Linked DNA regions of Mus musculus: region 2 is linked to region 1. A link is a contact called in public promoter capture Hi-C data. All regions are on one chromosome and are shown on one strand. Each heading gives the region's core, a stretch centred on a gene start, on an enhancer-like site or on the middle of the called end of the contact. The rest is flanking DNA. Distances are from core to core; before and after follow the strand shown. Region 1 overlaps Gm46017 (a long non-coding RNA gene). Region 2 overlaps Akap13 (A kinase (PRKA) anchor protein 13).

What was found. Capture Hi-C pulls out chosen DNA fragments and counts their contacts.
Region 2: a promoter capture Hi-C map of adipose tissue shows a contact between it and region 1. The contact joins two enhancer-like sites. A contact is called at or near these places in 1 of 15 datasets of contacts at CTCF or cohesin (the NIH/3T3 cell line), 3 of 115 datasets of contacts at active chromatin or transcription factors (extraembryonic endoderm stem cells, large pre-B cells and pro-B cells) and 3 of 9 other capture datasets (adipose tissue, liver and pancreatic islet).

The regions. Positions count from the first base shown.
Region 1 is chr7:75,425,961-75,429,534 of GRCm38.p6, reverse strand. It overlaps Gm46017 (a long non-coding RNA gene), which reads left to right. Exons shown (of 3, transcript XR_001778347.1): 3 at 2,353-2,455. Among named protein-coding and RNA genes, the nearest start is that of Gm46017, 9.7 kb to the left of the region's middle. Within about 2 kb of position 1,999, at least 88 of the 459 cell types and tissues checked have an H3K27ac peak or open chromatin away from gene starts, as enhancers often do. A contact at or near this core is called in adipose tissue, where this site is marked.
Region 2 is chr7:75,698,571-75,702,144 of GRCm38.p6, reverse strand. The region is part of intron 16 of Akap13 (A kinase (PRKA) anchor protein 13); the gene reads right to left. Among named protein-coding and RNA genes, the nearest start is that of AU020206, 82 kb to the left of the region's middle. Within about 2 kb of position 1,999, at least 119 of the 459 cell types and tissues checked have an H3K27ac peak or open chromatin away from gene starts, as enhancers often do. A contact at or near this core is called in adipose tissue, where this site is marked.

The DNA of each region.
Region 1 (3,574 bases), core at 750-3,249:
TCGCAAAATGCTTTAATAGCAGAACTTTGTGGTCCTAAACTGCTTCTGCTGATACACTTCAGGGCTGGGCTATAGCCTTCTGTTCATCCAGACCTGAAAAGTCGCTCAGAGCCTGTTTGTAAAGGTGAGGGCCTTTGTCTTTTTCTCTTTGGTAAAAATCTCAAATGTCATTCGTGTCCTGCGAGATGCGAATGTGATTGTCAACATCAACAGTCTTTCCCGTGTCTAAGAAGTCTCTCCCGCCTGTAGCAAAATCCCATCTAGCAAGAGGGTGTTTTGTTTTGCGTTTTATCCTTTTTTCTTTTTAAACACTCTAGTCCTCAAAGGTGTATTTTCTCTGTCCATGGAGGAGGAAGCTGCCATTTGAATTCACAAAACCAAGTCAAACCCATGCACATACCCAACCCACATAGTCTAAAAATAGTATAAGTATGCGTCATGCTCAAGTTAAGCATCTGAAATAATTTTTTAGCGGGGTGGGGGGGATGTAGCTCAGTGTCAGAATGCTTGTCTAACATGTCTCACATGTCCAAGGCCCTGAGTTTGATCCCAGCACCCAATGAACAACAACAACAAAATCAATCCTGTTTTCTTTCTACATAAGTTGTATCTACAAACCCCTCTTTCTTCTCCAGGCGACATCTGGGTAAAGAGAACATCCCCAGTCTCTGCCTCTTGGACAAAAGAAGTAGAAATGATTGAGACCCATGGGAGACTGGCTACACCTGGGAGAGGAGCACACAATAATAGTGACTTGCCCAAGTTCCCTCGTTCCATTCAAGTTCAGACAAACAAGCTGAAATGATAGGGAGAACAGTAACCAAGGACACATTTTTTTAAATTAATTTTTTGTAGTGTTAGAGATAAAATTCAGGGATTCATCAAATGCCAATCAAACACTATGCTGATGAACTCAGCCTTGGTAGGAGTTTGGGGGAAGTTTGAGACTATATTCGGTAGCTGTAACTGTCATGGAGTGTACTATGTAGATCACGATGGTCTTGAACTCACAGAGATCTACCTCTGCCTCCTAAGTACTGGGATTAAAAGTGTATACCATACATGCCTGGATCTTGAGGGAAAAAAAAAAAGGAAAATTTTATCACTTGATTTAAGTCTCTAAGAACTCATGTAGTTAGTATAGCATGTACTAATAAATGTCGTTTGGCCAGTTTATATTACAAGTAGTATTTAATAATATGAAAAAAAATGTAGGTTCTAAGGATGTTGCTTGGTTTGTAGGATGCCTACCTAGCATACAGGAAGCCCTGGTTTTTCAGTTCCCAGTTCTGTATAAAACAGAGCATGATGGTGTACACCTATTCTCCCAGCAATTAGGAGGTAGAGGCAGGGGAATCAGAAGTTTGGCATTGGTGGCTGGAGAGATGGTTCAGTGGTTAAGAGCACTGACTGCTCTTCCAGAGGTCCTGAGTTCAAATCCCAGCAACCACATGGTGGCTCACAGCCATCTGTAATGGGATTCAATGCCCTCTTCTGGTGTGTATGAAGACAGTGACTATGTATTCACATACATAAAATAAATAAGTAATCTTTTAAAAAAGAAAAACATTAAAAAAAATAAGAAGTTTTGCATTATTGTGGGCCAGAGGTGGAAGCAATTCTGGATATAGGCGGCCCTGTCTCAATAGAAAGAAAGGAGGGAGGGAGAGAAAATGAAGTACAAGAGAGAAGAAGAGGAAATAAAGGAAAGAGAAAAGAATAAATCTGTGTCTCTCTTCTGGATGCCCTATATACACCTTTCCTAGAATTCCTAGGTAAAGGGTGGGGTTGCATCAGGCAGGTGCTTTCAGTCTCTGGCTTGAGGAGTGTCTGTGCTGGCATGCTTTGGAGCAATGGCTATAATTCTAATGACTAGCCCAGTCTGTCTCCCTTCAATTCCTTACACTGCCCTTTCTCCCCAGGACTCCAGTCCAGTCAGTCAGAGTTTGTACAACCAGCTGTACCTCAGCAAGTGCTGGCCTGGAATTAACTTGGCAGGGAGCGTGTTCTGAGACTTCCATGACTCATGACTTTGGGGCTAACTCAGAGCACTGAGCCCCGGCCCTGCCCTCTTTGGCTTTTTCTCGGAGCTGATTCACACTGGGTTGGGATTTTATTGTCAGCAGTCATAATTGTTTATGTGAGGAACTCGGATTTTTAAAATGACAGAAGGCCAAGCCTAGTGCTTCTGCTAGATTTGTTATTTCATTGTGTGATCTCTCTTGGCTGAATAGAAGGAAGGAAGAGAGAAAAGAAGGAAGGAAGGGTAGCAAGGAAGTAGAGAGGAAGAAAGAAAAACAGAAATACTTCATTGGCCCAAGTTGAGGCTTATTCTCTTCCACTCTCTTATAGGTGTTTAAGTTCATGGAAAGGCCCGTCTTATATCAAATATAAGTAACAGGAAGATGCAACAGAAAGAGTGTGGATTTTGGAGTCAGCATATTTGAATTGTGCATCACAGGCAAGTTGAAACAGCGTCTCCTGTACCCCAGGGTGGCCTTGAACTTGGCTCGTAGCTGAGAATAACTTAGAACTTCAGATTGCCCCACCTCCACATCTTGAGGGTTGGAATTATAAGCAAGAACTACCACAGGTGGCTTAAATAGTTCTGGGAATTGACCCTGGGGCTTTGTGCATGTTATATAACCACTCTACCAAGGGAGTCATAGTCCCAGCCCCTCATAATCAAGTTATTTAGCCTCTTTGAGACTGTTTCCTCATCTGTAAAACAGTAATAATGATATCCACTTATAGGGCTGGGATAATGGTTAGGAATGTTATAGTATACAGTGTTGGCATATTAGAAAGTACTTAATAGACAGTAAATATTCCTACAGCCATTATTATCAAGACTCCATTTGAAGCAGTGAGAACGTAGCCTCACAGAGCAGACTGAAGATGGAAATTTCATGCTTCTGAGTGACAGCAGATTGTTCCAGGATCCTCTTGAGTAGAGATTGTGGTATATTTGATGCCATGGTGGTTGGGTTCCAAGAATTGACTCAGGCTATGAGAATACACAAAGCCATCAATATAGCAAAGAACTAGGAAATAAACCCAGGTCCAGTGTAAAGCAAGAGAACTAGAGATAATACACATGGAGGGACCCATGGCTCCAGCCTCATATGTAGCAGAGGATGGCCTTGTCGGGTATTAATGGGAGAAGAGACCCTTGGTCCTGTGAAGGCTCAATGCCCCGGTGTAGGGGAATGCCAGGGCAGGGAGATGGGAGTGGGTGGAGCAGTCGGAGCAGGGATGAGATAGGGGGTAAACGGGGGGGGGGGGGGGGACTGGGAAAGGGGATAACTTTTGAAATGTAAATAAAGGAAATATCCCATTAAAAAACAAAGAGCCTAATCACGCCCAGCAGCTCACTTGATTACTGATAGAATTACCTGATAATGAAGTGCATAAATTATTATGACTTGGTTCTCCTTTCTGTACCTTTGTTGTGAGGATTAACACAGATCACCAGAGTAGAGTATCTACCACACATAAATACAAAATCCTATCTCCTAGCTGAATGTTGTGGCACATGCCTGTAACCCCAGCACTTGAATGACTATGGTAGCTT
Region 2 (3,574 bases), core at 750-3,249, 270 kb before region 1:
GTTTTAGTCCCGTGAATCTCACGGTTATGAGAGGAACTTCGGGAAGCCGACCCCATTTTACTGACATGATTTGACCCCCATGCCAGGAAATGTCCTCTCACAGAAGATGCTCATGCCGGCAGGCAGACAGCTCACAGCTACCATTAGCAAAACGGTAAGAGGAAGCCAGAGAGTGGTTGAGAAAGTGCATAAGGGGAGGGTTGAGGCTGCCTGCTTCCTTGAGACAGTCTTAACTATTTGAATGCTGCTGGTAAAGCTAACCACTCTACCCTGAAGAACACAGGAAATGAAAGAAAACTGAAGTAACTCTCAAATACATGTGCGGACAGCATTTGCATTGTAGTATGGGAAATATGGCAAGGATCAAGGCCACACTAATACTGTAAGTTAAAAAGCACATCTCCTAAAAAACATATTCCTAACTGCATAAAAAAGCAATGTTGGTTTTTTTGTTTGTTTGTTTGGTTTTTTGAGACAGGGTTTCTCTGTATAGCTCTGGCTGTCCTGGAACTCACTTTGTAGACCAGGCTGGCCTCGAACTCAGAAATCCGCCTGCCTCTGCCTCCTGAGTGCTGGGATTAAAGGTGTGCCACCACCACGGCCAGCTAGCAATGTTTTATAAGAAGATATTTTAGAAAAGTTGACAATGGTAAAATGGTAATTGGTTATTATTCTTAAATTTAATATGTCTATATTTAACTATTGCTAACATGCTTTAACTGTACTGTGGAATAAGAATCCAATGACATTTAAAAATGATGAGACTGGGCACAATAATACTAGGGTGCTATGCAAGAAACTTGGTTTTCACTTTCTTAATCCTATCCTTTTAGAAGGTAGGGTATTCTGTGAGCATGAAAACCAAATGTGATTAGGCATCTTGGGAAATTCTTTCATATACAAGGCACAGAAACTCGGAATTGGGTCTGAATGGCTCACTATAACGTTAACTAAGGTATCAGCTGGCGAGAAAGTCCTTTTTAGTCAGAGAACTTTTGAGTCATACTAGGAACTGGTTTAAAATGTGTCTTGTGTCTTGAAGCTGTCCTTGTAAAAACGAGAGCTTAATAGAAAAAGACAATCAGTGGCGTGAAGACCACTCTCTTCGTGAAGGCAACAGTGTGTATGTATCCAAGGACCTTAATACATGTATAATACACACAATTTACTCAGCAGGAAACAGAACTACTGCTCAAAGACAATACGACAAAAGAGAAACTGCCCATCTTCCTCTTACGCTTCCTGTTTAGGGCTCCTAAGCTTCTGAAAAGCATTCCGTCTATACATCTGCAACGTCTGCATGTTACAGCTGACTCAAAGGTTATGTATGCAGGACTGATAACTAAATTCCTTATATAATAAAAACTATACACAGAAAAACTTGGCACTATTGGGCAACACATATTGTCTAGGAGTGTGAAACATTTGCTGCCTAATAGCTAACTTTGGCTACTCAGAGAGTCCAAAGAGTGTTGGCAGTCACAGCTTAACATGTGGGATAACAAACTCAAGTTTATAATTGTCTTCTCATAGACACACACACTATGTTTACTCAGAGAGACTTTCCTAACTATATTCAGATACAACTCATATGTATTGGTTAGCAGCTGAATAACTATATGGTCTCATTAACACATATTTAAAAATTAATAATCTTAGCACTTGAGTGGTTACATTACTGGCCCAATATGTGCAAGGCCCTACAATCTCCAGCACTGAAGAAAAAGAGAAAACAACCAACTCCTAAACAGGGTAAGAGAAGTGAAAGTTCATTATTTTTATAGAAAAAATAGTGTTAATATCTATGGTATCACTTTTTTTTTTAAACAATATAGGAAACATCATTCAATAGTTAGGAAAAAGAGTTGACTGATACTCACTTATCTGTATAATTGGGTGGACACACAACTAATTCTCTCTCATTACCTCTGCTTATACTGACAAGGTCACAGTGTTCTGTAGCAGCTGTATAACAGTCTTATTTAACAGTAAGCTAACCTCCACTCACAGGAAAGACGGCAGGTTAACATGCCTGGCCACAGGGGTACTTGAAAACACACAGTAAAGGGAACCGTACTGCAATCTGCAGAGTTATGAATTTGCAATTTTTGGAGTTTCTATTGCTGGAGACAGTTTAGCCCCCAAAGATCAAATCTTGAAGCCAAGTCAGAAAGAGGAACCATGTCAATTGCAAAAGAGTGTTGTCATTTTGTCGACAGAGAGGAATGGAGGCAAGAAGTCAACTGGTTCTTTAACGGTGATGACAGACCTGACTCGAACACAGGTAGCCTATTTTCCTGTCCCATCTCATCACCTGCCTCTTACCTAATGGTAGTCATTTGAAGTGAAAAAATATTAAAGACAAATGAAAAAGAACTACTTAGTAGTGGATTTTGCTGAAAAATAAGCACACGATGACAGGCAACATGTGTGGGAAGCCAGACCTCACGTAGCTCTGCCAGACCATTATCTAGACTTGCTACTTGAAACACAGTCTATAGAGTACGGAAGTTGGGTGAGATTCTGTTTTAAAGATGACGTTCCAGTTTCTAAGTCTGATTCCACATTATCTTTTTTTTCTGTCTGTATTACCTGCCCCCTCAGCAATCTCACTGTTGAATCTACCATTCATTGGGAGAGGTGGTCAGAGGTAGTCTCTACTGACTTGTTGGCCTTATAATTATGTGTGTGTATGTTTGGATAAGGTTCCAGTTTAAAAGCAAAATAAAAAAAAAATAACAGAAACATTTTGAATTCATCCAAACCTAACCATGACATTTTCAAGGTTAACTGAGAATTACAGGCCACTAAGCAAAGAAGCCATTCAATAATACATGGTTCGGTTTTCCCAAGGGAATTTTCTTGTGTTGATAGCAACTATAGACGAAGGAAGCCAAAGGAAACATGCAGGTTCTGCTACTGCCAGTATGTGGAATACAGTATGCATCCCCTCCTCCTGGCTTCATATTCATTCATATATATATATTTTTTTCTCAAACTAGAATGGATCCAATAAAACACACAATTAGGCTAGAAATGATTTAGTAGACTGTATTTTCATCCTATACTTGGTAGGAAAAATGGTGAAAAAGCAGATTTGGTGTAAGAGTTTTGTGGTAAAAGATACTTTATTTACAAAACCTGGCATCACAGCTAGGATAGTAAATGCACTCACTCTCAAAGGTCCTTGTGCTTGCTCCCTACACTTGGCGGGGAGCCTCCTGGAGAGAACTTATGGGGTGTGTGCCCTTGAAGGGGGTTATGAAGCCCCAGCCCCTCTCTCTGCTTCCCCTCCAGTAGGTGCTCTGCCATGGGGCACTTTACTACCACAGCCCCAAAGCAACAATACTAGGTGAACATAGGCTGAAACCTCTGAAATCGATTCCTTCTTAAAGAGACGACTATAGCAGGTAATTTGTTACCACACGGAAAGCCAACACAGTTAGTAAAACTTATTGGCTGTATTTCTATTAGCTTTCACAACGAGTGCCTGAAAGGCTTAGTCAGGGGAAAGAGAGTACTTTTTTTTTTTTTAAATTGAAAAAAATTAATATATTTTGATCTTTTTTCCCTA